Regions from separate parts of the Capsicum annuum genome. Here region 2 is linked to region 1. The links are chromatin contacts, called in public Hi-C maps. All regions are on one chromosome and are shown on one strand. The core of a region is the stretch at or near the end of the contact, and the rest is flanking DNA. Distances in the headings are between cores, read along the strand shown.

What was found. A called contact is a pair of places that touch in the nucleus more often than the background predicts.
Region 2: a Hi-C map of bud shows a contact between it and region 1, with 3 times the contacts expected there. The contact joins two enhancer-like sites. A contact is called at or near these places in 3 of 5 Hi-C or Micro-C datasets (bud, leaf and placenta).

Annotation. Positions count from the first base shown.
Region 1 is chr6:161,251,550-161,255,910 of UCD10Xv1.1, forward strand. It overlaps LOC107873083 (folate-biopterin transporter 1, chloroplastic), which reads left to right. Exons shown (of 8, transcript XM_047413539.1): 7 at 1-26; 8 at 1,207-1,806. The coding sequence ends at 1,500. Among protein-coding and RNA genes, the nearest start is that of LOC107873083, 22 kb to the left of the region's middle. Within about 2 kb of position 1,627, at least 5 of the 5 cell types and tissues checked have an H3K27ac peak or open chromatin away from gene starts, as enhancers often do. A contact at or near this core is called in bud and leaf, where this site is marked.
Region 2 is chr6:161,458,360-161,463,007 of UCD10Xv1.1, forward strand. No RefSeq gene overlaps it. Among protein-coding and RNA genes, the nearest start is that of LOC124899261, 9.2 kb to the left of the region's middle. Within about 2 kb of position 1,857, at least 4 of the 5 cell types and tissues checked have an H3K27ac peak or open chromatin away from gene starts, as enhancers often do. A contact at or near this core is called in bud and leaf, where this site is marked.

The sequences.
Region 1 (4,361 bases), core at 377-2,876:
CCTTGATCCTGTCTGTTCTTGGTCAGGTAATCTGTCTTTTGCTGGCGTAGCTTTGGATTGCTTCTCAGATCGATTAACAATATCTAGTTCTGTGCTTTCCCTTAATATACAAACATTCTGAATCTTGAACTCACTTCATAATCCAAATTTCTGCAGTTAACCGCTGAAAAAGAAATGAAATGCATTGAAAGAACATATAGCAATTGACAGGACATAACAGTAGACATGGAACTGAAAAGAAACTCATTACAATTAGCTAAAGAGGGTATTTGCATTGTGACGGAACCGTTCTTATATTTATGGATAGATCAAAGTAGGAGACTCTAAAGCAGTTTTGGAATTTTGCATGTCTATAGATTGCGAGAATTCTGCTCTGCACTAGATTCCAAGAACTATAGGACTGGAATTCAGCAGTAGGCTCTAGTTAAGAACTGTATTACTGAGCTGAAAAACTAATTAACTTGTGAATTGTAGTGTTGCACATAAAGGCGTAGGGAAGTAGCCGATACTTCTGTTTCAGGTGTATTATGACACAATCAGTTCTAGTTGAAAACTTACCTGTACCAGGTGTTTACACCATACCAATGAATACTGTGCGTTTGAATATATAAAATTATAACTTAGCCATGATTCATTGATATATATTTTCACTTTGTTAAATCACTTAAACCTGATAACTGAATTGGTTTGTTGTAAAGTGTAAACACCCGGTGTGGATAAGTATTTGTGTTCTAGCCCTTTTTTTTTCTTCTGTTTTTAGCTATTTTTGGTTAACCTCTTTTGGCTATTTTCTTTTTCATAATTTGGTTATTTTTTGTGGATTCTTACATTAATTTGAAGTGTTGACTAATTAATTAAGAGTCTTACCTCAATTAAGCATTTAAGCTACATACATTAGATAGACTGTTAGTTAAATGTTGAAGGATACACCTATGCACAGTTATGCTCATTTATTGGTACTTGAAATGTTACCTAAAAGCTCTAACTTTGTAAGATCCAACTTTTTTACTGTAATGCCAACTTTTGGGAAGTAATTCTAAAGGTCTACAACAACATACCCAGTGAGATGCCACAAGTGATAACTAAAGGTCTAGAAGAAAGAAAAAGAGGAAATCAGATTGATCAGTAGGTTTTGATTCTTTGAGAGTACAGAATAGTGGTACTCTGGCAACTTTTTTAGGATAATCTGACTTGTACTTTTTTCAGGCCTTCTTCATGCCTGTTCTTGTATTGGCTGCAAGAATATGTCCACTGGGAATGGAGGCAACCTTCTTTGCAACCCTTATGTCCATAGCCAATGGTGGAAGTACGCTTGGGGGCCTACTTGGTGCAGGTTTAACTCACATCCTTGGTGTCACCAAGGACAAATTTGACAACTTGGCTCTACTAATAATTATCTGCAATCTTAGCTCTCTGCTTCCTATACCACTACTTGGCCTTCTTCCTCGAGACGAACCTGATTCAGAGGAGAATACTGCTATTGAGATGACGCCGTATTAAATTCCTGCCTTCTCTGCATATAACATCAATACCTGATGACATGAAATTGCTAATGTGGCCTCAGACATGGTTGATCATTTTAACTGCAGCTTTTCATGTTATTACTGGGAGAGATTGTCTTATTCGGTGGGAGAGAATCCACTCATGTAATTAGTTACGATCTCAAGACATTACTTGACACAAAAATTGTAAATTAGTAATATTTACTAGTACTAGTTTTTAAGCTACTAGTTGGATCGATTTTGAGGGGATTCCATTATCGTAACATTTATATTACTGGATAGACAGCAAAAGATTTGATGTCTATGAATTCGTGTAGCCGTCCCACACATTATCCAGAAGCAAGTGCAACTCACTAGTTCCATTGAGTGAATCATACGCAGTTCACAACGGAAATTGGTGGTCGCGGCCTCAGTTGGCAAAATCAGGGTTGTTGCGAAGACAACCATATGCTATTATTATTTATTTCACTTGAGATGAGCCTTCTTACCACGCTTTTACCTATTACTATTCTACCATTGCTTTTGCCTATTATTTTTAGTATTCGTTTCAGAAAATTGACAAAACTAGATGATTAAGCATACAATCACTAGGAAAACAAGAACTAATTACCCAATTAGTGCAGGCTGCATAGTGAAGAAAACTAGCTCAAATAGTTGGCACGACACTTGATCATTGATGCACCCAATTTTCCGAGGTTTGTTGAATGTTTGATTGACTATTAGCGTGTTTTGTTTGTTGCAATTGAAATATTTAACCATAAAATGAGCATTGCAATTTGTACATAGTGGTGCGCAATTTTTGAGTTTTTCAAGGGCTTTCCGACAGATAGGCACTGTTTTTTTTTTTTTTTTTTTTTTAAAAATGAGATTGAAAATTATTACTTTTTATTGGCCAATTTGTCAAGAAAATTGTTGTTACATGCTTTAAAAATATTTTAGTTTGTGGAGAAGATATTTTAATAGTTTGACAGAAATGATCATCGAAACACCATTAGTAAGTAAAGATAGTACTGACAGATGTACATTGAAAATTTCCAACTCTCATGACCCACTCACTCATACCAACAAAAATCAAATAAATTGTCAACAAATCTGACGTCCTGTAGAAAATATCGATGGTTCTTATGTCTTTGTCTGCTAATTTCTGCTATAAATGTTTTTCTTTTTTTGAGAAATTCCAGCATGCAGTGTTTGCTTTTGGACAATTAATTAATTCGATTGACAAATCATAATACTCGCCAAAATTATCACATGGAATGTTGCAAAGTTGGAAGTTGGAACAGTGTTTTAGACACTCCAATCATTGAACCAACTTCCACGGTATTTATACCAAAAACTTCCTAATCAAGTGGATAGAGAAAGTACCATAGATAATTCGAGAAAAGCCCCACAAGAAGTAATCCATAGAGCCTACGTAACCGTTCTAATAGATATAAGTATAAATCACATAAATCCTCACTCTAGTTAAACTAATTACATAAAATCTCTTAATGCTTTTTCTCTTCCGGATTAGGTAAATATACTCATACATTCGATAATTCCTCATACATAGTTCGAATGTATGATAAAACTGTTAATCCAATATTTAAGGTAAGATAAATCAGATATTATTTTAAATCAAATATTATTTTTCAATTCCTTAATTTATACCATTAATTAGCTAATATTAAGTAATGTATGATTAAAGATAGTAACTGAAATTTAAATTCAAATATTTTCTTTAATGGCACGATAAAATAGTCTTCTTTGTAGCAGCCAAAAAAACTAAAAAATTCTTCTACCGCGTTCTTCAATTCTCAAAAAATCAATATAAACATCCCAATATTGTTGTGACATTCAGGTATTTGGGAGTCGAAAATCAGTTATCAATCCTACAAAAGTAACACAATTATTCTTTCGGAAAGTATAGTATCATTAACTTTTTTTTTTTTGACATCTCGCCGTTAAACCCAAAACTCTGCTAACCTTCATACGCCATTAATAATGTTAAAAATTAAAGCTCAATCAAAGAAGCAGCAAAAACATGGTGTTGATTTCCAAGTAAAAATATTTTTACCAATAGATTCTTGACAATTATTTTCTAATCGTTCTTTGATTTTTGTTGAACTGAGATTTTTTTTTTTCAAAAAATAAGAAGGAAGATAATATCTTTCTCTTCCTTAATTAACGTCATTAATTAATTATCATTATGTGGTGTATGATTAAATATAGTAACTGAAATTCAAATTTAAAAAATATCTTAAACATCACAATTAATTTTCTTCTTTGTTACATTACGTTTTGAAAAAAAAAAAAGGTCAACATCTGCTTTTTTTAATTCTCCAAAAAATCAATATGAACATCCCTATATTGTTGCGTCATTAGGGTGTTTGGGAGTTGAAAATTATTCATCAATCCTACAAAAGCGACGCAATTATTGTTTTGGAAAGTATAACCTTCTTATACAAATCAATACATAATCTGAACCAATGTATAATGAAATCTTATACATAAAAGCAGAAAGACAAAACAAAAAAAAAATGCAGCCTAATACAATAGTTTCACATGTATGTGTAAACCTTATACAATTAATAATATAGTATTAGTACATGTATAATGAAATCTTATACATAGAATCATACTGCCAAAACAAATAAAAGAAAACCTCATACAACAGTTTCACATGTATGTGTAAACCTTATACAAGTAATAAATATAATCTAATACTGTTTCACATGTATACGAATACCTTATACAATTCACTATATAATCTTAACAAATGTATATGAAATCTTATACATAGAATAGCTGCTAATACATATTTAATAATAACTAAACCTTCAGCAGACGTGGTTGTCCAGAATCATCAACCTTTTTCTT
Region 2 (4,648 bases), core at 607-3,106, 210 kb after region 1:
AAGTAGAAATTGATCTATGTTGACAAAACTGGCTGAACATTAATATTTTACTAGATCTAAGGAAAATAAAAATTCCTCTCTTGACCATCGCCTAGCTGAAGAGGAAAGAATAACTGATAGTAACGATGATAATGCTCTTACTGAAATTACTATTAGGGATAGTGTGATAACGACACAAGGTGAGATGATTGTTGAACTAACTAGGAGAATGGGGGAGCTTCAAGAATAAGCACAATGAGCAAAAGATATGGCTAATCTGGCCATTGTCGCTAATATGCCAGTCTTGGATAACTATGCGCATCCACTACAATTTCCTCCTCTTAGCTTTCCCAACAATGGAAACTAACCAAACGACATACCCTCCATTTCTATGCCTAGACCTCCCGCTAATTCCATCAATCTGTCGTGCCAAAACCATACCCGCCTACTTACAATACCAATCGAGAAAATAATCCAAATGCTTACCACCCTCAAAGCTTCACTCTAAATTACCAAAATACCTTCATAAATGCCTTCACCTCCCAAAATACTCACCCTGTTTTCAGTCCCAATGCCAATGTTCCTTAAAATTCAGTTCCCATATACCAAAACTTTGCTCATACCACTCAAAATCCTCTAATGACCCAAAATATGCCTCCCGCTACCATTCATGCTATTGTAATGCCTTCCTTTTACTATACATTCCCCCAAAATCTATAAATTGACCATTATGAGGAGATGGAGAAGGAGTGTAAGGTGCCTGAAGGCAGACATGCTAGGAAGCTACTACTGATAAAGGAAAAGATCACCAAGATGAAGAAAACACACAATTCGCCCAATGCAATAGGGTTCAGTTATGATGACCTTTGCATTCACCTTGACTTGAACTTGCCCGAAGTATTTAAAGTCCCTAAGTATGAGACACTTGATGGTAATGGAAACCCGACAACCCACTTGAGAAGATATTGTGACCAAATGGTAGGCTCTGGTAGAAATGAAGCATTGTTGCTAAGGCTCTTCAGTCGAAGCCTGAGTGGGTTGCTTCACAAAAATTAAAGAAAAGGCCTAAATAGAGTGCTTTAGCTAGGGATTTTGTTGATAGATTTTCCTACAATGTAGAGATATTTCCTGATCGATATTCTTTGAACCGCATCAAGAAAAAGTCTAATGAATTCTTTTATGAATATGCCTGTTATTGGCAGAAAGAGGCAGTAGAGGTATGACCTCCTATGACAGAAAAAAATAGTCGTTGTGTTTACCCGAGCTCAGGAGGGAGAGTTTTATGACAAAATGAAATCGACAATTCATGCTACCTTCGCTGACTTGGTTAAGATTGGTGAAACAATTGAAAAAGGACTCCGGACAGGAAAAATCAACAAGATCTCTGCACAACTTGGATCTTCAGGATTCCCTAATAAAAAGAGAGAAGATGTGTCTTTTGTATCCTCTAGTCCAAACCCGAAGTCAAAGAAATCTTTCGGGTCTAATTCTGGGAAAATGCCATCACAATCTATATACCCCTCAGCTCCACAAAATCCCCAACCTGTGTTCTATGATGGAAGTTGGTAAACTTTTCACCCAATTTGTTTCCTGTAACTAAAGTTTTCGTCTCATGTTAAATTAAGACTTATTTGATTTTGTATGAATTCTCTTTAGTGTTCTGTGAGCACTTCATCTTTCTTAGGTTTTTTCTTATTTACTCTTGAATATAGTAAGTCCAGAATTTTGCTATAATTGTGAGAGTGGGCTGGTCTCGTCTAATAAAAAAAAAGAGGTTTTGATTTTTTGATGAAAATTTGAAAGTTTGAGATATGCTAAGTCGAAGTCATGTTATGTGTCTGCATATGTGGTGGCTTAGAATTGATCACCAAAAAAAGTACATCTGTTTTGTGTGCCATTGTGATAGTCTGAAATCTGTTTTACATACACTGGTGCTAGTTTGAAATCTGTTTTACATTCACTGGTGTTAGTTTGAAATCTGTTCTTGTTTTGTATGCATATGAGCGAGTTTAAAATTGATTACTGGAAAGTGAAACCTCCCTGATTAAGGATAGTGGTTTATTACTTTCTCTATGGCCATATTTAAATGATAATATTTGTGTTCAAGTAGAGATAATGAATCTCCCAAAATACTTATCTCCTTTCTTATGGTCTTTAGTCTTCTATATTGAGGGGTTTTGGTGATTTAATAAAATGGCGATTTCATCTGTATAATGGTGCCTTTGTCTGGTCATGTTTGGATTGTTGAAATTTGATGAACAAGATATTTTTTAAACAAATTTTTGTTTAACTGTGTTGAGATTATAAAGTAAATAGTTGATTAGTTTAGGTAAATTGGTTAGCTTAGTGAGATAATGAGTAGTTGCATAATTGTAAATGTTAGATTAGTCTTGTCTAAGTCGATTAATTAGTTAGGATATATTTTTGATTCCCTTAGAATAAAGTAATATATGTTGTTCTTGTTTTCAATACGATCTTACAATTGACGCATTTCATTTTCTGCTATTCTAATCACCTACAGTTGTTCAAAGATTTAGTTTCTCCTCTTTTAAATAACATTGGTTAGTGAGAACTTGTTTTTTTTTGCTTTCTAAAATTGTATGCCAGAGTCTTTCGAATTGAGTTAATCGTTTACTTCTTCTTTTTGCATGAGCATCGTCGTTGGAGTCTAATCCGACCCACGTCCTTGCATTTCTGTAATGGGCCATCGAGGCCTAGTCTAACGTCGAGTTTGAACCTTGTCTAAATCCAAAAAATAGACTAAATCCGTCGAGAAACAAAGCTACATACACAGGTATACAACAGTATGCTGAGGATATACGCATAAAAAATGGAAAAAGAAGCTGATTATACAGGGGGAGGGCTAAAAGTTGTGTGTATGTGACTGAATTACGATCATATATACACCATATATACACAAAAACGCGAGGAAAAGGGGCTGTGATATACAACTAGTATACGTACAGGAAAATGGACTTAAAGTCCATAAAATTGTAAGCCCAAAGGTTGGGCAGCCTACTGATGGGCCCAAAAGGGCCCAACCTCAACTTTAATCTTTTATTCTCTTATAAATTGCAACTTATATTTGTTTATTTGTATTAGCACTAACTTTAGTTAATTAATCCAGTGTTACCCCTTGTTGTTGCTATTTTGTTTTCCTTCGATTTCCATATTCGATCCAAAATTTTCTCACCTAATTTATTTTGTCTAAACGGATTAAAGTGGCTCTTTCGATTGTTCTTCCTAAAACTAATTTTTAAAAGAAAAATTGTTAAGCCCTCTATTTGAAAATGACACTTGTCTTGTTCATATGACTAATAACCTACTTGGGTTAAAATAATTTCATCAAACTCAAGAAGTTAATTTCTTTCTCGTAAATTCTAACTTTGCATAATTGATAAAATATTTTTTTAACATGATACCTTTTTAATATTTTTCAAAGGTGTTATTTATAACAAAATGACCATTTTTATGACAATAATAACGATGTATAATTATATAATCTCTTTTCCATAAAAATCAAACTTATTTCCTCCTTAAATTCGAATGTGCAATCAAGTTTAAATAGGTTTCTTTTTTAATTCAACTAAATATTCCATAATTTCTCTAGGAATAATTACGAATTAAGTAGAAATTTCCCATTAGCATATTCCTTGATCGTTTTCTCAAACTCTAACTTTCTTGTGACTAAGTAAATTATTTTCTCAAGCAAGATATTTCGTAATGTTCTTCAAATTAAGCGGAACATTTAGTAATTTTCCTCAAAATTGATAGCGGATTAAGTAAGAACATGTTGTAACCTTTTCCGAAATTCAAGTAGAATATCTCTCGTTTGAATAAATAAATGCCAATTTTAAACATGGGAACAAACAATTTTATAAAAGCAACCTTTTTTGCAAAGATTTTGTAAGTTAGTCAAAAAATGATTTTTGGTGAATCATTTTAAATGGACGCTCCTAAGTGTCTTAAAAACCTTCTTAGAGCGTTAATTGAACCCTTACCTAGTTTCTCTTATTTCAATGATTTATTCTATTTTTGAATCTTTGAAATATCGTTAAGTTTTCTTGATAATTTCTGTAAATATCAAGTGGTGACTTTGGAAATTCTTTAAAGAATTATTTCAAAATTTTCTTGAATTTTTGAAATAGTTTTAAAAGGTCAAAACCATTTTCTCTTAAATGAAATCCGAAAAGGGGTAAAACAATCAAGATTTGCATAAGGTAGTTTAAAAAGAAACATGACCTCTTGACTTCAACATGTCCCAAATATCATTATATAATAACAAGGTTTCATAATTCAAGCAATAATCTTACTTCTCAAATTCAAGTAGCAATTTAAGAGCAATTGCATAAAAAAGGGTTTGTAACTTAAGTCAAACCATCTTTTGAGCACCATCCTCATAGACCCACAATCATAATTTATATAAATATAAACTTTATAATAGGAAATGAACTATTTATGAATTTACTAGAAAGGAGATTGTTCAACATACCTTTTACGGAAATAATTTTTAGAAAGCTTGAGATTTAAACCTTGAACCCTAGTTGTTCTTGCATCTAAGAGTTTTAGGGAAGAGTGAAATGTGTTTTTGACTGATAATATTCATACATAGGGATTTGGGGTCGTTTAGCATAGGTGGGGGTGGTTTTTAACCAAGAAAGGATTAAAA